Regions from separate parts of the Mus musculus genome. Here regions 1, 2, 3 and 4 are each linked to region 5. Evidence: chromatin contacts called from public HiChIP or PLAC-seq and promoter capture Hi-C data. All regions are on one chromosome and are shown on one strand. Each heading gives the region's core, a stretch centred on a gene start, on an enhancer-like site or on the middle of the called end of the contact. The rest is flanking DNA. Distances are from core to core; before and after follow the strand shown.

Region 1 (5,038 bases), core at 1,600-4,099, 1.4 Mb after region 5:
TCTCTCTTCATGAGTCATCTATTTTGTTTTCTGAGACAGCACTTCTTACCAGGACATGTCCAGCCAGCTCTGGGGATCTGCCTATCTTGCTTCCCCAACACTGAGATTGCAAAGAAGTGCAGCAAACCTAGGTCTTTATGTTAGAGCTAGGGAGCAAACGCAGGTCCTCAGGCTCATGCTACCAGATTTAGCAACTGAGATGTCTCCCAGACCCAGTCACCTGTCTTTAAACTATAAAGAAATAGACTTGAATATCAATTAGTAATGCTTGGAGTAGTGTGAGGAAATTGATGTGTGTCCACAGGACTCAGAAAATGTGAACTGCCATAACCCATTCAGAAGAAAATACATATGATTTTCATATAGTATCTCATTTTCTGAAATAAAAGCACACTTATCAGAAAATAAATTGAAAACTATTTTCTTATCAATAGACACCATGCTTATAAGTATCTAAAAAAGACTAGTTGAAGAAATATTAACACAGCCATGTTATATGCTCTCATGTAAAAAGCGCTTACTAGATTGCCATGCTTTGACTAGAAAATCGTCCATTAGGTACACAAATGTGTATAGATTATGTGTGACAAGATCCAAATTCCCAACAACAAATTACCCCAAAGGAGCACGCACGCACAAGCACAAACATAGACATGCACACAAACACATGCACACATATGTGTACATGTATACATACATGTATACATATATAAGTATGTGCACATGTAATGCACATAGATATATGAGTGTGTTTGTGTGTTATATGTCTGTATGTTTGTATGTATATGTTACATATGTTTACATATATTTGGGAACTTTAAGAAAAATAAATATATTAGCAAACACTGAGAAAAATACAATTAATGTGAAAAAAGAGAAGATATTTGTTTATATATCTCTGTGTAATGTGATATGTCTAAATGAGTATGGCCGGGAATGGTAGCAACTATTTATAGTCCCTGCAACTTAGAAGGGTGAGACAGGTAGGATAACCAAAGCCTATAAATTCATGGCTAGCCTAGGAGCAAAGACAGGTAAAACATGTTTAAAAAAAATCCCACATCATCATTTTATAGCTCAGAATATATAAAATAAAACAATTGAATAAAATCATCTACATTTTTAAACTCTGAAGTTAAATTGTCTAGTGTCTGACTTTAGTCGCCTCATTAAAAGTAACTTTTGATATATTTGATCACTGGTTCCAAGACATTTTTGTTGTTGATCTTGAGACAAAAATCTCACTATATTGCCTTGGTTGACCTGGACCAAGCTAGCCTGGAACTCATAGACATCTGCCTGCCTCTGTGAATTCTTAAAGAAATTGTTTGTGTAGGATAGACAAGACAGATCAGATGTTTCGATGGCTAAAGGTGAATGAATGAAACCTGAGTTCAATTCCCAGGCTTTAACTGAGAAAAGAGAGAACTGATTCTCAATGGTTGGTTGTTCTCTTCCATTTGCATGCCATAGCAGCACATATATCCTTGTATAAACACATACACAGACACCACACACATACATAAACACACATATATCACACACACAACACAAACATAAACACAATACACACATACACCCACACATATCATTCAAACATACATGCACACCACACAAACATACATACACACACCCCACACACACCTTACAAACATTCACACACACATGCCATACACACATATGTGTATACACACATCATATATACAACATGCACACATTAATAACAAAGCTTCTTAAAGGATTTCATATTTGTATGTATTCAAATCCCAAGTAAGAATTATTGAGACACTGTCTTCGATGTAGCTCAAGCTAGCATCAGGTTCACAATCCCTCTACCTCAACCTTCTGAGGGGTATTTCAAGTGCTCCCCATCACTCTCTGCAGGAAATCGTTTTTCAACTGTTGAAGTTGCCCAATACGCTACATTCTTGATGTCTTGGCTTGCACACAAGGGCTTACAGGATTTCACTGGAGATGATGAATCTTGAAAGCTGTGAGCTTGTTAAGCCTGTAACTTCATCATAAGACTGAGGTCGTGAGCAGAATTATTTGCAATCTTTCCTAATTTCTCCAACTTGTCTTTTATTTCTTTAAATTAGCAAAGGCGTTGCTATTAGATTTTTCAATAGTTCTTCACCCAAAGAGCGGGGAGAATTTACATATCTGAGTGTTGCTAGTGAAGGGAGAAATCGGTAATTGGTTCATGTTATCACACATGGACTTCAGCTAATAATTTTTCTGTCCCTAAGAGGCTGAGTTCACTGCCATTGTGAATAGTAAGTTATGAAGGAAAACCCACAAGTTTTGATCCTAATGATTAAAAAGTTACCCATTATCATTTCCATGCGCCCATACCATTTTCTAAGTCTTTATAGTCAGTTTAGGACGATGGATCTGTAATTGATTATGCTCTGCCTATCACATGTGTGCGTGAAGTATATGTTAACAACTAGCTATTTAGCCACTAGTACATTAGGTTGCCATTCTCTTAGACCTAAATAAAAATGGATTAAAACCTGCCGTCTCCTCAGAGGGTAGTTCCGAGTGGAAACAGGCTTCTGCCGAGCCACAGAATCTCTCCTACATCTGCTCAGCCAATAATTGGCTGGAGCACAACTCTGATTAGAAGCAAGCAACAAGCTTCCGTATCCATGAACAGAAAACAAGGTACAGCATGTAGCCTCCGGGAGACACCCGTTTACTCTCGAAGAAAAAGCAGCACCCAGCGACCAGAGCAGCAGCATATGGCTGAAAGCCATTATCTGACATGCTCTTTCCAGCTTTCCCAGGAATGCTGAGCTGGCCACTAAGATTTGCTTTTACTTCCTGATTTGGGATACAATGAGTCTGCCAACCAGCTGTGAGCACCTAGGTCTGGGGAAGGTGGCTAGATTCCGAAGCGCTTATGTTCACGGATCACCTTATGCCATCAACAAGCCAATTGATATTAAGCCACAGAGGAGACGGTAATTGCTTCCCTTCTCTCGGTTGTTGTCAGTAAAAGTGTGTTTGCTACCCTTTGGTAACGGCTTTGGAGATCTGCTGTACTGGGAGGGTCCAGGAGCGAGGTTAGTTGTTAAATTCAGCATACTGAGAAAGCTGGGGGAAAAATTAACCTGAAAGGAAAGCTGACAAATATTCTTAGTTTAGTTGTTTAGTTTGGCAAAAACCTAATCCAGTTTCAAGGTCTGAGGATTTTCGGAATTGGGGAGCTTGCTAAATGCCAGTGTTACCGTGAGAATCATCCAAGATGATCATTGGAAAGGGGATTTAGCAAAATAAAGGATTTGTTTATTAGCAACTCTTATTATGAGATACCCAATAGCTTCGTCTCTGTACTTAATGCCTGCACCCTGTAATAAGCATGTGAGAGTACCACAGGAAGCACACATGTTCATGTGCACACTCCAGAAGAGAGCAATAGATTGATTGTTTTTTTTTCCCTTATCTTGAAGTTGTGATTTCTAGATCTGAGTTCCAGAATTCTGCTAACTCATACTTCCCTCCCGTCGTCCAATGCCTTCCATCCCAGCCACACAAGCAAACCTATGCTCTGTGGTTTCGAAGCTGAGGTCAGTATTTTTAGAGCAAGGGTCTGTGTGCTAGGGGGATCCTTTCTGCTCTTGCAGTTGGAACGCTGTGGCAGAAGAGAGGTGCCTGTGGGTAACACGTCTGGGATTCGTCCCTCTGTGTTCAATAAAATTATCGTTTTAGTTGGTATTTAGCAATGAGCTAGATGGTTTGATAAAAATGTTCCCTTCTCCCTGTGAATAGCAGTGCTCCTAGTTTTACAAATTCTCACAATAATAATAATTTTTAGAAAGGACTTTGGAAACTTTGGAAGGCATTACATTTTGTTTCGACTGTCATTGCCATCTTCCCTTTTTGCCTTTCTTTTTCTGATCTTCTACACACATAGAAGTACATGCAAGACTCACCAAACATACACTTGCCCGGATTTGACCAGTGTAAATGTTATAAATGTGAAGGATCATTTAGATTGTAACTTTTCTTGGTGGAAATTAGGTTTTTTGTTTGTTGGTTGGTTGGTTTTCTGTTTTGGTTTGTTTTATACTTCAGAAAGGATTACCTTCTGCCCAGAATATCAAGTGTTTCCCACACAGTTCTGCCATTATGTAAATTTCCAGTGAGCCAACACCTATGATCTCTTATCTAAGCTTCGTTGCACTAATTGTGCCTCACGACCCCAGCAAGGCACTGGCAGTTGTCTCACAGCTGTGATGTAGGGGTGAAAACTCAAATCCTCACAAGGGCCAAAGCCAAGGGTACATTTATTCCCCTGCTCCATCCTGCCCCTGGTTTTGGTTTTTTGCTTAAAAGCTATCACCTTTTCATGTAAGTCAATTTATATTTTATATAAGTTGATATATATATATATATATATATATATATATATATATATATATCCTAACCCTAACCCTGATATATATATATATATATATATATATATATATATATATAGAGAGAGAGAGAGAGAGAGAGAGAGAGAGAGAGAGAAAGACTCGAAAAACTCAGGCTATTCCCAATTAATTTTATTTATTTTTAAATTTAAAGAATAAAGCCAACGTGTATTTGTCCACCAACAAAGATACAATTTAGAATTATAACACACAGTTTAAAGAAATAACAAAAACAAAAATAATCAACAGCAACATGAAACGCCTTGATTTATCTTCCCTGAGTCTCAAAATGAAACTTTGAGAAACCCTATTTGTCTGATTAGTTTTGTAAGTAGTTTTAAATGCATGTGATAGTAATCAATATTCAGGCATAGTCTGTGGAATTTATAAGGAAAACAAAATACTAGATTGACCTCCTACAGTCAGTTAAATGCTTTCGTATGCATAACTAGGCTCTTCTCTTTACCACTCTGCCCCACAGGACTGTGGTCGGGTAAACTCATCCTGAAACACATAAGTGGGCAGGAGGCCTGAGAAGGAAAGAACATCCAACTCACAATCTTTTATTCCTATTCCTTAGCTCAGAAAAAACAAACAAACAAACAAACAAAAAAGCC
Region 2 (5,011 bases), core at 2,157-4,656, 1.3 Mb before region 5:
CCTACGGCAAAAGCGGGACATCTTTTAGCTCCCCTCAATCAATTACCAAAACAGGTCATCAGACTGGCAGAGTAACTTTCTATCCATCCTGCCCACTACTACACTGGCATCTCTCACCAGTTAATAGTTCTGCTTCTTAATGTTGTTCCTTCCACAAAGAGTGAATTTTTTCTATAAGAGGGTGAATTCCATAGTATCTCTCCAGTGGATAAATTTCTCAAGGGCTCCCAGTGGCCCTCAGAATAAAGCATGAAATTATAATAGCCTTTAATCATTGACCTATCTATATAGATGCAAATCTTGTCAGGACTTTAGGTCCTGAAAAGCAGTATTCTTTCTTGTTCATTCATCTTTCTAACATGGTACCCTTTCTGACAGCTCTCTTTACTGGGTTAATCTGTTTGCTGATAAAGTGTATTTGTTGTGGCTGCTGCTCTGTCTTGGTTTTGGCTCATGGCCTTACTATATAACCCTGGCAGGCCTAGAACTCACACAATCTGCTTGCCTCTGCCTCTTGAGCACCAAGAGGTGTGTCTATGCACAGAATGATAGTTTTAATGCTTATTTTTTTCATAAAGTTACCCTTCATCACCACATATTCAAAAGTGCTTCCGAGAACAGCACTTAGCATACTGCATACTAATCGTGGGTCTTCTTCTGGGTTTGAGTTCTAGCAAGACTAGGAACCACATCTAGTTTTTCAATACTGTAATCTTAGTGCCTAGGCAGCACCAAAGCATAAAATTAAAGCTTCGGCTCAAGTCAGAGCTAAAACACACCGTAAGTCATGAGGATTCTGAAAAATTAGTTAAACTCTCTCCCATTTTTCCTTATGTGTAATTTAATATAGATATTACAACCTTACAAGACTTTAGAGATAAACATGATTTGTGGCATATTTAACATGATGTTAGTACCCAGAAAGTTGGCTACTTATCTTGGTACAGTATCAAAGAAAATATATGCAGAACGAATACACTTTATTCAAATTATTTATAAACACTTGAACAATCCTAACATAATTCTATGAGAAGGATTAAATTTTATGGCCACATGGCACTACGGAGTTTTTTATAGTCAATATTTAGTTGAGTCATAAAGCAGAATGTTCAAAGAGAATGACTTGTGCCCCATTTTCAGGAACAATTTGTTTATCAAGTCCAATCTGCTGCAAGCCAGAACTTTCCAGAGAATCCGGGGAGGTGTTACAAACCGAGGCAGTTACATTGTACCTTGCTGACTGATAAAAGCTGTAATACTCGAGTCTATTTTCCACTGAGTCTTCTAGAGCCTTTAGTTTTTGTTTAAACTGAATAACTTTGTAGATCAAAATAATGATTAAAACACAAGCTAAGATGAAAAAAGCTAGCAAAAAGTCAAAGGCCTCATTCAACTTCTCAACTTCTTGTGTACAAATGAGAGATGCTTTTCCTGACACAGAAGAGGCATCAATTGGTAGAGCAGTGTTTTTTTCCGAGGTCAAGGTAACAGAAGTGAGCTGTGTCTGCGCAGACACAACTGCGGTCGTCTCCAGTGCATTAGCAAGTGTACTCTCTTGAAAAGGTCTACTGGCCGGGGAAGCTCGGGCCGGTTCCCAGACGCGACTGCTCTCCGCCACAGGGCTTTCCAACGGGTTCCCACTTGTGCTTACTTTATGCCAGGCCATCATTAGTGCAGTGGTCGTGTGATGAATAGAAGAGATTTTACAGCCCAAGTTCTGGATATATTGGTCCAAGGTAAAGGCAATTTGTAATGTTAGTCCATTTAATATAACATAATGTTCTGCCACACATAGATATGGGATTCTGATAACAGATGTTTACAGCAAGGGCTGACGAGGCTAGCCACTCTTGAAGACCCAAAAGTTTGTATTCTCAAAATTGGAATTTGCCTGAAGAGGAGTCAATGAAGACAATGGCTTAGGGACCCTTGGATGTAATTCTGTAAGATTATTAAATGACAGATTAAGGATCTTCAAGATGCTCCCAGAGGTTCAAATGTATTATTATCTATGTTAAGATGCTTGTTTCTAATTTACAATAAATTGCTTAACAAGCTAAATGTATCAGGTTTACAATTTCTAAAATAACTCTCAGTTAAAGTCAAATGTTTAAGGTTGTTAATTTTACTAAACCCAATCCTAGTGACATTTATGATCTTTACACGCTTCAGGAGGGAATAATTTACATTAATAGCTCACTGATAAATGCAAAAGGCTGTCATGATTCAAAAAGGTAACTTAAAGACAGTCTCAAGATTTGTAACAACATTTAATGTTACTTTTGTTAAGATATTACTTTCTAGATACAAAAAATGAAGAGAGATAAGACATTGAAAGTCTGAGATCTATGTCCTTAAATTTTTATTGTTCAATAAAAAGAATCTGGGAACAGAACAAGTATACCAACTATGTCTAGGACAGTGGTGAGTTCTCGGTAAGTGTAGACTTTTACACACCACCAATCAATGTCCTTAGAACAAAAGACACCCAGTTAGACCACAAATATAAACTATGAACATCTCATCACCCCTTAGGCGCTAAGCAATTTATACAACTGTTTAAAGATAGAAAATACAAATGGCTTAACTGAACAAAGCCTTTAAGATATTCATACGTGATAGTTACCCAAATAGAATTCTGGAAAAGAATTAAATAATCCAATTTCACTAACATGAAACATTATTCCCAAATCCAGAAAAACTGGACCTTTAGGAAAATTCTAAGGAATGTGAAAGGACTGGGGTAGTCTGTCTTCCATTTAGAGTTGGTAAGAATACAAATAACAATAATGATATTAAAAACAAACAAACGAACAAAAAAAAGAGCAGGTAGCAACCAGAAATAAACACAGGCAAGGAAGAGAAAATAAAAATCCACATGTAACCCAACCTAACTTCTTTTTCCACATCAGAACTGACTCCAAAGACAAAATTTTAAATTGTCAGAAAGGTCTTAAAACAAAAGTATCAAAATACTGAAACTTCAATAGTCCATTTAAAGTAGGATAAGCCAAAACCGCGTGTTAACACATATTATGGGTGACAGTATGAACTGCTAACACAGCTATGAAATCAATTCTTTAGCAAAGATAATTCAAACTCAACAAACTAAAATATGTTTGCTAAGATAAACTTTTAGAACCGACTCTGACACACATAACAAATGACGTGAGGATAACGATTTTTGGATACATGCCCCATAACCTATATGAAGCCTAACATCAAATAATAACTTAGGAAAATACGAACAGAAAAAGCAGGCTGTACTTTTCCACCAGGTTCTTTCGGCTAAACAACTGTACTTAAATAATCTTACCAAGGATACGGGACTCGTATCATCACGTGGCTTTAAGGCTTTGTTTTAACTCTGCAGAGCTCCGTTCTTTAACTCAGTTCCTCTGGGCACTGCTGACCGCCAGCACTCCACCGTTTTTTGAATTTTAAAGCCATGGCTATGCAGGAAACGCCACTCTTCACACTGGTTCCTCTACAGCCAATGTGTAAAACAGGGGTTGCCATGGATACAGGAAACTGAGAGACAGGAAGCAAGTTTATCTGTGCTTCAAAAGTATTGTTGAAAGGAAGTCTCAGGAAAGTATTTTTTTTTTCAGAACGCACTCAGTTTTCCTAATATATACACCTAAGTAATTCCTATAACTTGAAAGAGGATTTTAAAGCCAAATGTCTGAAAACTTGAGGTATTCAAAAATCTAAATAAGAAGTCTCTAGTTATCAACAACACATATTGTCTCTGTGTTTGTGTGTGCGTGCATGCCTGCACGCGTGCGTGAAGGTCAGAATTGACACCAGTGTCCCCCTCTGTTACCCTATAACTTGCTTGTTAAGCTAGGTTCTCACAATCTGAGCTCACAGACAGTTTCTCAGACAGTTGCTACTCCCCAGAGTTAGGACCACAGCTGGATTTTGAAGGTAGGTGTTGAGGATCGGAAGCCAAGTACATTACTGACAGACATTCCCCTGCTCAATATCACAGTCACTAAATCAAAAGCACACTGAAATAGGAGTATATAAAATAAAGTGATCTTTATAAAAACATTTGAGACAGAGTCTCATTATGTAATCATGGCCAGCCTGGAACCCTCTATACATAAAAGCCAGGTTTGCCTTGAACTCATAAGAGACCTGCCTGACTCTGCCTCCTGAGTCTGTAATTAAAGGCATGTACTACCACACCAAGAATTTTTAAGCGCATTGTCCTATTTATTTTCAAATACTTACTGAAGACTTATTGATTTTTAAAAGAACATAAAGTTAGTAAATAATTTAGGATGAACAAAATATTAACACAATATTCTAATATTTTGAATTTTTAAAAATATTTTTTGTTTAGAAAATACTGATTACTATCAATTAATTGAGGAAATTAAGGCCATGCCCTGGGTTGGAAAGTAACATAAACTCCCTTACCAAATTATTAACAGAGTTTATCCCTGGATAAAAAGTTAGGGAGAAGAGACTGGGGAGATGACTGGGTAGGTAAGATGCTTACTATGCAAGCATCAACACTTGAGCTCAGACCACCAGCACCCATGTCAAAAAAGCTGATGTGGTTCCATATACTCAGACCCCAGCATTGGGACGGCAGAGACAGGAGGGGATCCCGAGGTCTGCTGGACAGCATCCTACCTAAATCAGCAAGAGACTCTATCTTGAAAAAAAAGATGAACTCTGGTTTTCAAACACATGTGCAAATGTACACCACACACACACACCAATGTGTTTACATATGACACATGAGGGGGGGGAGGGAGGGAGGGGGGAGGGAGGGAATGAGTTGCGGAAGAGTAAAAGTAGATGTTCCTGAATTACTTTTTACTCTATATGAATGTCTGAATTAATTTGAATACTTTGGCATGAAAAGTAATCTGAATATAACGTAATTTTTTATTTAAATAAAGATTTAGGAGCCAGGCAGCCCGCTCAGAAGGTAAAGCTCTTGGCATACAAGCCTGGTGACCTGAGTTGGACCCCAGCACCATATAAGGAAGCC
Region 3 (4,989 bases), core at 2,012-4,511, 1.3 Mb after region 5:
ATTTGTACTCACACGCACAAACCCCAATACACAATTTTTTAAAAATGATAGCAAATAAAATTTTAAGCTACAAAGAAGGATTCCTGCTTATATCAAACATGGTTGGTTCTATAAATGTACGCATGGTTCAATGCAAGAGAAGTTCCTCTCAGAAGTCACACATTAATAAGTTAAAAGAAATCAGGAGCCCACGGAGATGACACAGTAGCCAAGTGTACGTACTGCACATGTATGAAAAGTTAAGTTCAAATTCCCAGAGACCACATGAAGCCAAGCATTAGCACTTAACCTTATAACCCAGATACTGCTGGGTAGAGACAAGCAGAGCATGGAGCTCACTGGCCACCCTGGCGAAACTGAGAGCTCTAGGTTCAATAATGTAACTATCCTGCCTCAAAAATTACGATGGAGAATAATAGAAGAAGGTGCCTAATGTTCTCAGTTGACATTCAACATGGGTGCTCCTGTGCACATGTCCCACTCCTACATGAGTATCTAAGACACACACACACATATCTCACACACACACACACATCACACACACACACACACATACCAGACACACACAAAGCACACATACCATACATACACACATACCACGCACAGACACACAAATACACACATACACACACAGCACACCATACATACACACACCAAACACACACACACACACACACACACACATACCAAAAACAGGAAGAAGACATTAATGCCTTTAATTTAAAGGGGAGGATAGACTTATAAATTACAGATGCCACGGTGGCATTTGACCAAAACTTAAAACCTAAGTCCCACTCATTGTTTTTCTGTTAAATGTTAAAAGGCACACTGAAATAGCAAAAGAGAAGGATAGCATCTGTCTCAATAGCTAGACACATTGTTAAGTAGACATCATGGCCATTAAAACCAGCATAATTATAAGCACTATGATGTAATAGAATATATTACACAGAAGGTTTTGTTTTTTATTTGGACCAGTGTAGCAGTTTGACACATAAAAATCAGAATGTGGATGGTTTTATAACAACTTGAGTATTCATTTGGAAGAGCTGAAGGAATTAGTTGTAAGATAATTATGTTCAAAGTGGTGATTGGGTAAGATGACCAACTATAAAATACATACAGAAATTTATTATCTTGTTGGCTAAATATTAATATCCAGTTAGAAATATAACAGAAGTAAACTGCCTCCCAGACAACATCCAATTCTAGATATCAGAACACATTGTCCCTATAATAATTTCTGTGAAAATCATTTTTCTAAAGGAGAAAAAAGTAAATCTTAAAAGACAAATAGTCCCTGCAAGTTAATCTATAAAAACTAATTATAGAAAATAAAATAATGTGTACATTAGCATCTTATTGTTCATTTTGACAAATTTTTTAAAAAATATCTAAGGAAATAAATATGTAAGAAAGTCAAAATAAAATTGAAAATCTAACAAGTTTTACATAGAGCTGTAAAAGTCATCACCTGAGAATATATTTTACAAAAAAGATCAAATTTAGAATAGTGGTATTGGTGAGGAATTAGGATATTGCAGAGAAGAACCATGTTTTATGTATGTGCATGCATATCACAAAATGTATCCCAGGAGCCAGGTGTGGTGGTACACACCTTTAATCCCAGCACTTGGGAGGCAGAGGCAGGTGGATTTCTGAGTTTGAGGCCAGCCTGGTCTACAAGGTGAGCTCCAGGACAGCCAGGGCTACACAGAGAAACCCTGTCTCAAAAAACCAAAAAAAAATTTTTTTTTAAAATGCATCCCAGGAAAACAACCAAGGCTGTATGAGAATATTTAACTACATCATTGTACTTTCGTGGAGGGGTTGGGGTGTGAGGAAAATGAGCCCAATATTCAGAAGAGAGACTTAGTTTAACATACATGCATATGATAGGTAAGTATAATATTTATTATGGGAGATAGTTATGTAATGTTAAGTGAAAATTCATAAAATGTGAGCCCAATATTTAAAGAAGAAAGAGAAGTTAATGTCAGTCATGATGGTCGACACCTGTAATTCCAGAACTCGGAAGGCTGAGGAAGGAAGCCTGTTTCACGTCTACCCGGCCTTGTTACAGCAGACACACACAAACATGCAAGCATGCATATGTGCACACACACACACACACACACACACACACACACACACTCACACACACACACAGAGAACATATGGGAACATGATTTCATAATAAAATATCAATATCTGTGCCTCAGAAATATTGTAGTTAATTTCTATACTCCTACTAAGATAACTTCTAGAAAGTTTCTTCATATGAAAAATGAAGAAATAATAGTAGATTGTTTCTAAAAGACTTTTAACAAAATGCTTCATAATTCCCTGAGTAGTGATTATTAATAACCTTTGGAGAATTTTAGAAATCTAACTTTGCCATTGTTAATAATAGAATAAAAGTAGGCTCAGCCCAAACTACACTCATATTTACTTACAATTTAAGCCATGGTACCTGTGTGTTTGTGTGTGTGAGAGTGTGTTGTGTGTGTTTTTTGTGTATGTATATGTACGTGTGTGCATTGTGTGTGTATGTGTGTGTGTGTGTGTGTTGCTTCGTGTGCCACAAATATCTCTTTTGATGTGGGGTGGGATACAGTCGGTGAAGGCTGAGGTAGAATTCGGTGGCCTCCCCCTTGGATCTCTCATGCTCATCACAGGATCATATTAATGTGGGATAAGTACGCTTCATACTGGCTGTTTGGAACCCTACTGAAAATTCTTGGTTATGGTAAGGCTCTGTAATCACAACTCACACTGAGAAGCTGTAAGAGCTGTGGTGATTTGAAATAAATCCCATCGCTAAGTAGAACTTTGTCTGTGCTTGAAGAATTTGTAGAAAGTGCCTCGGCTACCATAATCTGAAGAATGTCACCCAACTCTTACTTCTGGCTGACAGTTCACATGCCTGCAGAATTGTAAGATGTTGTATTTCAAATGGGTTCCAGTACCTTGTTGTGATCATGAAATGAAACACACACACACACACACACACACACACACACACACACAGAGAGTTTTAATTTGCTATGTATTACTCCACATTCACAGTGGTTGCTTGGAGGCCATACACAATGGTGCAGAGTGGCTTTTCAAAAATGATCCGCCTTGTTCTTGCTTCACCTGCCAGACGTCATGAACTTCTAAGAGGGAGCATATTTTATTTGCCTCACACCACCGGAGGACTTGGCCGGTGGCCGCTGTTTGTTCAATGCTAGTGTTGACAGGTGCTTTTGCCTGGGGAGCTCCTGGGGTTTTGCAGAGTTAGTCAGCAGTTCCCACAGCAGCCTTCATGCCTGAGAGTGCAACGCGGATTCACAGGAGCTCCAGCTTCCCTTACTCTCATTTCTGTTTACCCAGTGAAACAAAACAAACATGCCAGGCTCCCTCAAAGGGCTGGCAGCAAGAAGTGCTAGTTCTATGTCATTGGGAATTTACTTCTTGTGTAAATAGATAAATTCCTGTGAGGGAAATTTGCCACACACCCAACTGAGACAAGACTACCTTCGGCTGAGGATCTGAGTCATCTCCTGTCCTCAGTTCTCTCCTACTATGTCTTGTCCTTAATGAAACAGAACCCAACCACTCTTCACCCCTTTTCTGCATCACTATTCTCAATTACTTGGATTGGTTTCCTAAATAATTAGACAATGCGCAACTTCATCGGTTATGTAATCGTCAATAATCTACTACAGAACACATAGTTTTAAATGGAGACTGTTGGTCCATTGTATTCAACTACAAATTTCTGGTACGTAGCGGGCAAGCCTGAAACACAATTACAATGCAGCAGTCTGTTGGATGAATGAATGAATGAATGAAATTGCTCAGTGATGCCAGAAGACTCCATTCAAGTCCCTTATCAAGTTCGAGGGCAGCCAAATGTAAATAAGCAAGACCAACTTGCAATGTAAAGAGATTGCTATTATGTTCCTTGGTGTTAGAAAGATCTATGAGATGAAGAACACTGGTCAGAGGTTTTGCTTTTATTAGTTGCAAGGGCAGAAACCAAGTTTAAACTGACTTCAAAATAAAAGAAGAAAAAAAAAAAGAAGCCAAGCAGATGATGTAACTTAGAAGTTTAAAGTTCATTCTTATGGTTGAAAACATGCTCCAAACCTTCTCCTGAGGTGCTTAGAACAGCCCTTCATCCCTCTTTCTCTCTCCTCCTTCTGCCTCTTGGACCTCTTCAGAAGTCCCCTTGCAGAAACACAGAGAGCGAAGCACACCTGTGCTGGTCTCTGGATGAGCATCTGTTCCCCATTGCTAAGAAATACTAACAAAGTCTCCTAAAATCAAAGCCGGTTCATTTCAGCTGCTCATCATTTACTTTCAGTTCCACTCCACACACTAGCTAAAGCTAAGAAGGAGTGGGGAAGTATATTGACATGTGCATCCCATGAGAGGGAAAACATCAGGACTAACTAACTCCCTGGTAGAGTTATCATAAAATCACAGTATGGCTGGATGGGTGTGAAGACACACTTCGCACCCAAATGATGTCTAGTTGTGCTGTGGTGTGTGAGAAAGGCATGCTTGGCCTTAGCTTTTACACCAGCCTCCTTTAACTATTTGCTCACTTTAACTTACTAAACCCAATACTTACTCAGTAATTTGATATACCCGGGTGCATACCAAGTATAAAACTGTGCTCAGGAATTACCCCCATTGAATAGCTCATTCGGTGTTAAAGAAAAGAAGAAGGAAAAAAGATCAGTGGGTGACCAAATCTAAATGAGAAGTTTCGTTAAGTCACAATATTCTACCATATTGCCATCTTTTCTTTCCTTCTGGTCCTTTCAGACTTTGAAATCACTTTGAAATTGTTCCAGAGATGAGAAGGGAGATTTGGACTGAAAGAGACTTCTCTAGGAAATCCTGTCCTCTTGTCACCCAGCTAGACTGCATTTGGCATTCATATCCTGCCCATGTGTCTCACTTGGGCTGGTTTTGGGGGTAAGAGAGAGAAAA
Region 4 (4,821 bases), core at 940-3,439, 1.1 Mb after region 5:
TGTTGCCCTTGCTATCTGTCCTTAGAATTAAACTCCCTGAGGGCAAGGGCAGTGTCAAGCTATCCTTCATTCATATGCACACAGTGTGTGCACAGGTTTAGGGCCAGCTAGTAGGTTATGGACCATAATGGATTTTATAATAACTTTAGGACCTCATACTTTTGTGTCTTTAGGGTTTTCTTCATCACACATGCACATGGTTTTCAGCATATTTTTCTGTATCTGATGAGATGGTTTTCTGAGTATTCTGGTGTAATTTTCTAAGCATTGTTTTTTTTTTTAATTTAAATTAAAGTAAATTTCTTGAGGGCAAGCACTGTACAGCTATACAGCCATTTTATATAACTCTAGATGTAGATTTTTTTTGCTTCCCATCTTACTTTATATAAATAACTATATATGTATATAGTTATACACACACACACACATATATATACATATATATGCATGTGTGTATGTATACTTTCAAAATAATTATTATAGTCACCTGCAGCACATGTAAGTAGAATTAATATGCATAGATGTTTGATTTTTATTTCACTGAGAAATGTTGTCATTTAATGTTGCAGATTGTGAAAACCTTTTATATCCATAGCAGTGTTTCTAGGGGTGAATTAAGTAAAACAAAACAAAACAAAACTTAATTCTTCAAATTTCAATCTTTGGATGAAGTATTCAAATTAAACCATGGAATGTGTGTCCTAGTGAATTGTTACAGGCAAGATGGGTGGAGGTGAATTGTTACAGGAGAGATTGGTGGAGTAGCTGATCTTAGGTTTTGCTGAACAGAACTTCAGAGCATCTTTTCCGTATCTATAACATTTGAAAGTCAAAGACTTTACTTTTAAGGGGCAACAAGGCTGGGGAGAAGTATGGACACTTACAGTTAACAGAGACTATAGAACTGTTTCATACCGCCTCACAGCCCCCCATTCCCAAACATTGTATCTAATTATTTAACCCTCCATTTGGGGGGAGGGGGCTGGAGGTATTTTGTAGCTCCTCAAAGAGGTATTGTTTTTTCAAGTGTAAAATAATCTGAGATCCCCCAAAAGTCACCAGGGTGCTAGAGATAGCCCTGTGCCAGACTCCTGCTCTTTCCCACCATTCCAGGAGCCACACAACACAGAGAGTTAATCAGGTTTTATTGCTTGCTTCCTTGTATTAACATTTTCTTCATTTTAATTTACTCCCTTCCGGTAAGAAAATACTTTCTTTTCTTTATTTTAAATCTTCTCTAAATAAGTTTATTGAAGCTATATTTTCCACAAATTGAAATATTCTTTTAAAAGAAATTATGAAAGGCTTGATTTATTTTACCCTCTCGTGGCTGAATATCAATTAAACATAACATAATGTAACAATTGAAACCTTACTTCTTTCTTTTTTTTTTTTTTTTAACTATTTCTGTGAAAATAACCAGTTCCTTGCAGGAGGAGGCAAGTTTAACTACAAAGAGATTACAAACAAGTTTGTGGGTCTGAATAGTGTTGCTTGGTGCTTTGAAAGAACCATAATTAACAAGGTTGTAAAAGCCAACAGTCTCTGTTCACGTCCTTCCTGTGTAACGTTTTGAAACCTTTGGTTTGTCTCTGGAGGGGGGAGTATTCGCTTATGATTTGTCTCATAGGATACATCAGACTGAATTTAGAAGCAGGGAACCATTCCTTCTTGTCTAGCTACTGGATATTTATTCTTCCCTTATTAAAGGGGGAAAAAAAAGAATTAAGAAAGAAAAGGAAGGAAGGAAGGAAGGAAGGAAGAAGGAAGGAAGGAAGGAAGGAAGGAAGGAAGGAAGGAAGGAAGGAAAGAAAAGGAAAGGAAAGGAAAGGAAAGGAAAGAAAAGAAAAGAAAAGAAAAGAAAAGAAAAGAAAAGAAAAGAAAAGAAAAAAAAAGAAAAAACTAAAGCACTAGTAATTTTCTTTTATGAATGTAGACCATAGGGAGATAAATAGCCCCTGCCTGCCTGAGAGGAAGGTCAAGTTCCAAGTTTTTCTTTCCTTTACATTCAGGAATAAGCAAATGGAAAGGCAGGCCAAACAGAGGAGTAGCAGGCGTCTGATGGTTAAGCCCTCCCCCCAGGACTTTTTATGTACATAAGCAGGAGTCACTGGAGCAGCTGCGCCGCATTAGTTCCGATAGTTTAACAGGCTGCTCTGCAGGCTGACAAAAGCCGAGCTAGCGCGGTGGCTTCCCTCCATGTTCCCGAGCCTCCCGAGCTCTGCTCGTCAAGTGATCTTTGGCTGGGGCTGGGGGAGGAGGGTGACGTTGAACAGGCTTCGGCGGGGGAGTGTGCTCGCCTGGTCTACACCCAGCAGCCTGCACCGAGAGACTGAGGCAGGGGCGGAATGAACTAACAGCAGCTGGATCCGACCTGTTTCCCTGGACATTCCTCAGACTCCGGATCAAGGGACTCACTGGAAACAGGCCAGGCAACCACGTTGCCCTGGATTGTGGCCAACTGTACAAAGTTGACCAGGAAAATGGCTCAGCAGACGACAAGCCCGGACACCCTTACAGTCCCTGAAGTGGATAATCCGCATGTTCCAAACCCATGGCTCAATGAGGATCTTGTGAAATCCCTGCGGGAAAACCTGTTGCAGCACGAAAAGTCAAAGACAGCGAGGAAATCCGTTTCTCCCAAGCTCTCCCCGGTGATTTCTCCCAGGAATTCCCCCAGGCTCCTGCGCAGGATGCTTCTGAGTAGCAACATCCCCAAACAGCGCCGCTTCACAGTGGCACATACATGGTAAGGTCTGCACCGACCCCTGAAATGTTAGCCATACCGTATGGTTCAGTGATTTTTGCTCCTCCTGCAGCCTTGGGGGTGGGGAGGAAGATCTCTATTCCACTCCTGTGATTTATCGGAAGTAATCTACCTCCATAGTATGTCCCACCGATGCCCAAGTCAGGGCAGGAATCCTAGAGATAGGTAATAGGAGTGGTTGAGGTGGGTGGTTCTAAGAGCTCAGTCTCTATTGCAAGTTCCTACAAGAAAATTGGATTCCAGATGTCCAAAAGGAATGTAGGTTTGCTCCCATACCTAAGTAGTGGCGTTTCTTTGATTTCTTATGCTAATATCCCTACCAGGTTCTCCTAATTGGACCAGAACAGAGGGGAGGCTCCTCACACTTAGCGTCTCCTGAGTGATACTCCGTGCAAACAGAGATGCTCACAGTAGTGTGTACAGATGAGCCCCTCCCCCCCGCCCCCCAAACTGCCTCCAGCTTTATTGTGTTGATAATTTTCATCGTGCCTTTTCAGGGAAGAGGAAAGGGATTAGGAAGCCCGCAGGAAGTGATGGGCAACCCCTTGTTACTCTGATCTTGTTTTTCTTGAATTTGAATGCTTTGAATGTTTTGCACTTATATTTCCTTCATGAATATTTTATCATCTTTATAATGGGTGAGGTTATTTTATGCACTTGCTTCCATGTTTTGTTTGTTTTGTTTTGTTTTGTTTTTTCTGGAGGACTTTCAATATTTTCTTGCTCTTGAAAATATCAAATATTGAACTGAAGCCATGGGGCACCTTCCTCGGAGTTTCTGCCTAAGAATAGGCAGTTTAAGTCTTGTGTCTGCAGGTTCCTCTTCTGAGGTCTGTGGTACAGGGCTAGTTAACTTTAGCCACTCCAAGGCATTATACACGTACTATGTCTACATTTGGATAAAAATGAATGTAAAGTATGACATATTTTACATAACAAAAAGAGAGGAAGTGTGTGAGATGGGGAACTAACTCTATAATTTCTACAGAGTTTTCTTAACTTAGCCAGTGGGTCTGAGTTGAAAAAAATAAAAACAAAGCAAAACAGAAAGATGATGCAAGGAAGGACGCAGTCACAAGGGGAGCCCGATCTGAGTGACAAGCTTGTATTCAGTGACAGCACAGATAAAAGGCATGTCACACTCAAAGACACAGCCAACCCCAGAGTGTTCATTTTCAATAGCTAAACGGCTGACTAAGTAGGAGAACCTGTTGTCTTCTAGATTTTTAACTAGATGGCAAAGATTCAGTTCCATGGCACCTAGTAGTCATACAAGGGATAAGGCAAATGTTGGATTTTTCAGTGTTAATTTTTTATTTATTTATTTATTTATTTATTTTGGATCTGGAAAATGATGAGTGTTCCTCTGAGGAAGATGTCGTTGGATAATTTGTCAACAGTAAGCAGTGGATGAGAGAGAGGCAGGACAAACAGTGTATGATGCTGGGAAGGAAGGGGTTGGCTCAAGACCATGCACTAAGGACCAGGCAGGAAAGCCAGTTAAAGGTCTCATAGAAACAGAACCAGCCTTTGGGCAGCCTCTGTGCGCTTTAGAATTATATTCCCTAAGATTGTCTGCATTGCTGACAGGGTAGGCTTCACTCACCGCTTGATCTCAGACTACGTGAAGCAGCCTAGAGTTCATCTGAAGGTTATTGGAGCTTTTTGGACATGTTGGGTATACGGAAGGCAGGAAATCTCATGAAAACAGGCTTTCTTCTGAAATCCACTGCACTTCCTTTTCTGATGCTGTCTGGAAAGCCTCCAAGCACATGGTTTCTACTAGTATTCCTTTCTGGCCTATCCGCTCTCAGTCAGATCAGGTGGCATTAAAAAAAAGCCAGGGAAATGGAAAAGATATAGATGCTATTGATCCTTAATTAACTTAAGAGGAAAGAGTTTCCCTCAGGAAACTCTGGGAGGTGCAAATAGCACCTCAATGTTTTCATTTTGTTTCAGTGGAGCCCAAGGCTTTCAGCCATGCCACAGGTATCTGCAGTCAACCATGTCATCTGAGCTTCAGGCTTTGCACTAAGCACAAGGCAGAATTTCTT
Region 5 (4,737 bases), core at 1,898-4,397:
ATACATACCCTTCATAGTATCCAACACAAGAAACTTCTAAGCAAATATAACAAAATATATGCACACTCCCTGTGCTGAAAACTACAAGTGAAAAAAGAAATCACAGAACCAAAAAAAAAAAAGGAATCCAAATTTAACTCCAGTTGATGGGGACTTAAACCTCACTCTCTTAAAGTGACATTTTCCAATTTATTTCTCTTGCACTCCAACAAGGTCTTGTGATGTTAAGTATTTTATTCACATTTTTTGGAGCAAGTTGGAGCACTGAGCTCATGTGGAAATTAAATGGTAGGAAAAGGCTAAGAATCAGTCATACCTCTGGGGAAATGAAAATTAATGCTCATGCAAAACCCATATGTGAATTCTGTGGCAGCTCCATTCATAAACATCAAAAGCTGGACTCAGCCCAAATGTCCTTCAATGTAAACATACAAACTACGGCATATCCTTGACACGGACTGTTAGTCACCAATAATAGGAAACAAACTACTGATAACTCTTCACATCTTAAAGGCATCATGCTGAATGGAAGAGGCCATTTTTTAAGAGTTACAGATGGTATGACTCTCCAGATAATATTCTCAAGAAGACAAAACTCTAATTGGCATAATAATCAGTTAGCAAGGTTACGAACCTAGAGAGTCAAGGGTCAGCTGATACTGAAGGCAGTATCCTGATCATGATGAAGTTAGATGAAGCCCTGACCCACCAAAAAGCGAGATGTGTGCTAGTTTTATAGCGTTTGAATTTGAAAAGGAAGTTGTGCTGTGTCTGGGTGCTCTGTGTGTGCCAGCGCACATCCTGTGCACAGGCATGTGGAGGCCAGAGCTGGACGGCAGGCCTTCTCCTCTATCTATACTCTCCGCCTCATTACCTTGAGACACCACCTGTCTCTGGGTTGGAAACTTGCCTACTGACTAGGCTGGCTGACCTCTCGGAGCTGCCAGTCTGTTCCTACAAAGCTAGGGAGTAGGGTACACACAGCCATCCCTGGCTTTGGTGCTGGGGATCCGAACTCAGAACTTCCTGTGTGCTGAGCAAGGGCTGAAACCCAGTGAGACATTTCCTCAGTCCTGGAAAACAACTACAAATAAACTCAGTTCATTAGAAATAAAGTAAACAGTAAAGAAAAACTGAGTATCTGTATGTATCAATTATGTATGTATTATGCCTAACAGTTGAACCCTTTAGTTCAACTGTTGGTGCTGGTGGGGGTACAAAATGGATCTTCAAGCTGTTTCTTTTCTCTCTTTTTTGGGGGGGTGGGTGTTGTTGTTTTGTTTTTTTCCTTTGAGACAGTGTTTCTGTGTAGTCCTACCTATTCCAGAACTTGCTCTGTACACTAGGCTGGCCTCAGATTCAGAGATTCCCTAGCCTCTACCTCCTGAGTGCTGGGACTAAAGGCGGATGGGCCACTAGGGCCACTCTGTCTGTTTCTCACAAAGTTTAACCTACATCTCCAGGCTGATCCAGGCGTTCTCCTTGTAAAAGAGAAATGAACGCATTATATCTATAAGTCTCATCATTTATCTGTGACAGTCTTAAGACAGGGACTAATCCAAAGATCTATGAACAGGTGAGCAGGTAAGAAAACTATATATACTGCATTCCACACGATAGAACATTAGCAACAAGGTAAAAATTTTGATGCACATAAAGATGAACTTCAAAATAATGATCCTAAATACAGGACCCAGAAAGAAATCTATAAAGACATATATACAAATATTCACGTTTAAAACCTGTAGGAAACGAAGACCAATTTGTAGCATCAGAAACCCAGATCAGTGGATATCTGGGTACAGGCAGCAGAGGCAGCATATTTAAATGCTCAGTGGGCAAAAAAGTTCAAGGTAGTAAGTTTTAGAAAAGGGTTAAGTGGGTACTAGAGAGATGGCTCAGAGGTTAAGAGCACTTGCTGCTCTTATAGAAGACCCAGGTTCAAATCCCAGCACTCACATGGTGGCTAAACAACCATCAACTCCAGTTCCAACAGCTTTGACACCAGATACACAACTACACACCTGCAGGCAATACACACACAATTAATAAATCTTTTTTAAAGATAAGAAAAACATTTTTATAAATGTTTAACATAGTTAATATTGTGAGAAATTAATGAAACACAGTTGTTGGACCAGTCTTCAACCGTCCCAGTAGCGACAGACACTACTATTATCTCTTTCATGTAAGACCACCTAAGTGAGAAAAATGGACTTGTGCCTAAGCTGCCTCAGTCAGCGCTTAAACTCTGACCCAACTTCTTTCTCTGCGACTTTCTATACTGGAGCAATAGAGAAAAGTAAAAGACATTGTGTGGCCTGCTGCAAGGGGGACGGGGGAGGAGGGGGGCGGGGAGGTGGGGACAGAGAGAGTCAGAGACACACAGTCACAAACACACACACATACAAGGAACGCCCCCCCCCCCCCCCGGGGGGACGGGTCTAGGTGTAGCCCTGGCTGTCCTTGAACTCACTCTATAGACCAGGCCGACCTCGAACTCAGAGATCTATCCGCCTCTGCCTTCGGAGTGCTGGGATTAAAGCCTGGCTATAAAAGAACACCTCTTAACTAAACCGTTCCAGTTCTTGAAAACAGTTTTAGTTAGACACACATTTCTGAAATCGACCTGGACATTAGAACGGATCAGTGTATTCGGAAAGTTCTGGGTTGACAAGGACGGCGACAGACAGGGAGAGCGCGCCAGACACTGCGACACCAAGAACCGCAAACTCTGCGGACAACCCGGATCTGAAGACCAAGGCAAGGCACTGGCGCAAGGCCTTTCCCGATGCTCCCCAGAACCTCTGGCAGGACCGGGTCCAAACTTCGTCGCCCAAGGCAACCGCCAAGTCCTGGGACCCGGGACAGGGACCAGGGCACCCGAGGCCCGGCCCCCAAGTACGGCGGCCGCCACCCGCCCGGGACGCGCATCCATCGACCGGTATCCTCTCCTCGCTCTCACCTCTCCAGTTCTTGTACTCGGCGACGTAGTAGTATTTGTTCCCCAGATGGTCCGTGCCCACGTGCTCCCTCACCTCCCTGGACAAGGCGCTCCAAACAGAGCGCCACACACCGGACCACCAGCTCATGCCTGCGCCGAACTCAAGGTCTGAGGCTTCAACCCGCCACCGGAGGACACGCCCACGCTAAGCTCCGCCCACTGCCCGGCGTTTTCCGAGCCCCCCAGTAACGCCGCTCTCCGTTGGTCAGGCCACATCGCTGATTGGCCAATGAGAGCCCGTGTTGTTGCATCCCCCAGTTCCCCGGTCTGTCATGGCAGCGCCCAGGCCTCCAGCCGGTGTGTGGACCCGAGATGTTGAGCTTTTTGTCCGCTCGACAGTCGGGTTTGGAGGACCCTCTTCGCTTGCGTAGAGCGCAGTCCACACGGAGGTGAGTCACGCGCGTGTCTTTTCCTCTTCCGGTGCCAAGGGAGAGTCTGGAGCAGGGAGATCGGGTCGCAGGACCGACTGGGCTGAAGATGAAGTCGGCAGGAGCCGGAGGAGGAAGACCCACGTGTGCGTGTAGGGGAGAGTGTGAAGGAAAAACCCAGGTCACAGTAATTGTAGCTTGCTGTGTACATGAAGGATGTAGTTGGAAGTAACCAGGGAGCCGAGTTAGATAACTGTCACTCCAGGAGAGACCTGATGGCAGGCTCTCCAATGGCAGGACTGTGAACATCCTCACGGCCAGCTCACCCCACGGCCTTCCACTGGACCCTCACTGCCAACATGACTGCTTCTTATTTCTTTGGTGCGCTTTGGTTCTGTTGACCAATGCCTTTATTTTTGTAGAATTTCATGTGGGTTTATCTCTGAGGCACAGACGAACCTGCATGCTTTGACTGTGTTTGTAAACCGAGTAACAGGTGTACAGAAATCAATCGTACGGATTTCGAAAAGAAGGCATGTAAATAAGTCCCCAACCACGTGCTATTTATATAGTGGCTTGTAGATGAAATAGCTTTGGAGCTTTGAGCTTTATGGTGTTTCTTAGTAACTGAAATTTGAACAATGTTGACGGGGTCTAGTATTTAGTTAAATTACACTGAAATTATATATATATATTCACGCTTCAGTGAAGATTATTGTTTTGTTAAAGTAATGAGGTTATTCTTTAATTCTCATTTATTTTTGTAACTGAACTGGAAAGTCCTAATTTATTCAGAGAAGATGTCCTTCCCTGTCATCTGCTAGTGACAAAAGCATAGTAAACATTACATTTGGCGCTCTCAGGCAACATCTTTTAAAGGATGTTTACAACCTGGAGCTGTAATTCACATAAACTGGATATTGAACACGCTGAACATTGGTGACACAAGCCTGTGACCCCAGGTTCCTAGAAGCAGATGGAGGAAGATTTCTGGCCCAGCCTGGGCTACCGAAGCAAGTTCCAGGTCAAACTGAGCTGCATAATGACATATGCCACTCCACCGCACCCCTACAGAAAGAAAAATGAAATTTTCATGGTTGCGTAAAACATGCTGAGTGCTGACATGTTTTTAAGACCATCACCGTATCAAGAAGTTTAACACTTGCGCCCTAAAGCTTTGCTGCGCTTTGGTACCGCTAACCCTCCTCCGCTTCACTTCATTTTAACTGTGGCATTGATAATAGTTTGTATTTCTACAGTCTTAGACATCTAAGAGAATCTTTAAATTGTGCAATTCAAACTTTTATCCACTAGGTGTCATCAGCCAAGTTTATTGGAATTTTTAACTTTCCCTGAAAGCTTGTT

What was found. Promoter capture Hi-C pulls out the DNA fragments that hold promoters and counts their contacts. HiChIP or PLAC-seq counts read pairs in DNA pulled down with a chosen protein or histone mark.
Region 1: a promoter capture Hi-C map of hippocampal neurons shows a contact between it and region 5, with 4 times the contacts expected there. The contact joins the enhancer-like site here to the promoter of Ndufaf2 in region 5. A contact is called at or near these places in 4 of 39 promoter capture datasets (the 3T3-L1 cell line, hippocampal neurons and liver) and 1 of 115 datasets of contacts at active chromatin or transcription factors (embryonic stem cells).
Region 2: a promoter capture Hi-C map of pre-B cells shows a contact between it and region 5, with 3 times the contacts expected there. The contact joins the promoter of Ipo11-lrrc70 here to the promoter of Ndufaf2 in region 5. A contact is called at or near these places in 4 of 39 promoter capture datasets (hippocampal neurons, liver and pre-B cells) and 1 of 9 other capture datasets (liver).
Region 3: a contact with region 5 is called in a promoter capture Hi-C map of liver, with 2.9 times the contacts expected there. The contact joins the enhancer-like site here to the promoter of Ndufaf2 in region 5. A contact is called at or near these places in 3 of 39 promoter capture datasets (HPC-7-derived erythroid cells and liver) and 2 of 115 datasets of contacts at active chromatin or transcription factors (astrocytes and embryonic limb bud).
Region 4: an H3K4me3 HiChIP or PLAC-seq map of stem cell-derived neural progenitor cells shows a contact between it and region 5, with 3 times the contacts expected there. The contact joins the enhancer-like site here to the promoter of Ndufaf2 in region 5. A contact is called at or near these places in 2 of 484 Hi-C or Micro-C datasets (bone marrow-derived macrophages and embryonic stem cells), 2 of 115 datasets of contacts at active chromatin or transcription factors (astrocytes and stem cell-derived neural progenitor cells) and 1 of 9 other capture datasets (embryonic stem cells).

Annotation. Positions count from the first base shown.
Region 1 is chr13:109,578,747-109,583,784 of GRCm38.p6, forward strand. The region is part of intron 3 of Pde4d (phosphodiesterase 4D, cAMP specific); the gene reads left to right. Among named protein-coding and RNA genes, the nearest start is that of Gm32703, 140 kb to the left of the region's middle. Within about 2 kb of position 2,850, at least 14 of the 459 cell types and tissues checked have an H3K27ac peak or open chromatin away from gene starts, as enhancers often do. A contact at or near this core is called in hippocampal neurons and liver, where this site is marked.
Region 2 is chr13:106,832,896-106,837,906 of GRCm38.p6, forward strand. It overlaps Ipo11-lrrc70 (Ipo11-lrrc70 readthrough), which reads right to left and starts at 3,407. Exons shown (of 4, transcript NR_165805.1): 1 at 3,317-3,407. The region is part of intron 27 of Ipo11 (importin 11); the gene reads right to left. Lrrc70 (leucine rich repeat containing 70) reads right to left here and starts at 3,407. Exons shown (of 2, transcript NM_001378597.1): 1 at 3,317-3,407; 2 at 824-1,941. The coding sequence starts at 1,669. The coding sequence ends at 1,094.
Region 3 is chr13:109,478,365-109,483,353 of GRCm38.p6, forward strand. The region is part of intron 3 of Pde4d (phosphodiesterase 4D, cAMP specific); the gene reads left to right. Among named protein-coding and RNA genes, the nearest start is that of Gm32703, 40 kb to the left of the region's middle. Within about 2 kb of position 3,262, at least 48 of the 459 cell types and tissues checked have an H3K27ac peak or open chromatin away from gene starts, as enhancers often do. A contact at or near this core is called in liver, where this site is marked.
Region 4 is chr13:109,258,197-109,263,017 of GRCm38.p6, forward strand. All of the region lies in intron 3 of Pde4d (phosphodiesterase 4D, cAMP specific), which reads left to right. Among named protein-coding and RNA genes, the nearest start is that of Mir582, 64 kb to the right of the region's middle. Within about 2 kb of position 2,190, at least 274 of the 459 cell types and tissues checked have an H3K27ac peak or open chromatin away from gene starts, as enhancers often do. A contact at or near this core is called in astrocytes, bone marrow-derived macrophages, embryonic stem cells and 1 more, where this site is marked.
Region 5 is chr13:108,155,478-108,160,214 of GRCm38.p6, forward strand. Ndufaf2 (NADH:ubiquinone oxidoreductase complex assembly factor 2) reads right to left here and starts at 3,148. Exons shown (of 4, transcript NM_001127346.1): 1 at 2,966-3,148. The coding sequence starts at 3,092. Ercc8 (excision repaiross-complementing rodent repair deficiency, complementation group 8) reads left to right here and starts at 3,261. Exons shown (of 12, transcript NM_028042.4): 1 at 3,261-3,393. The coding sequence starts at 3,317.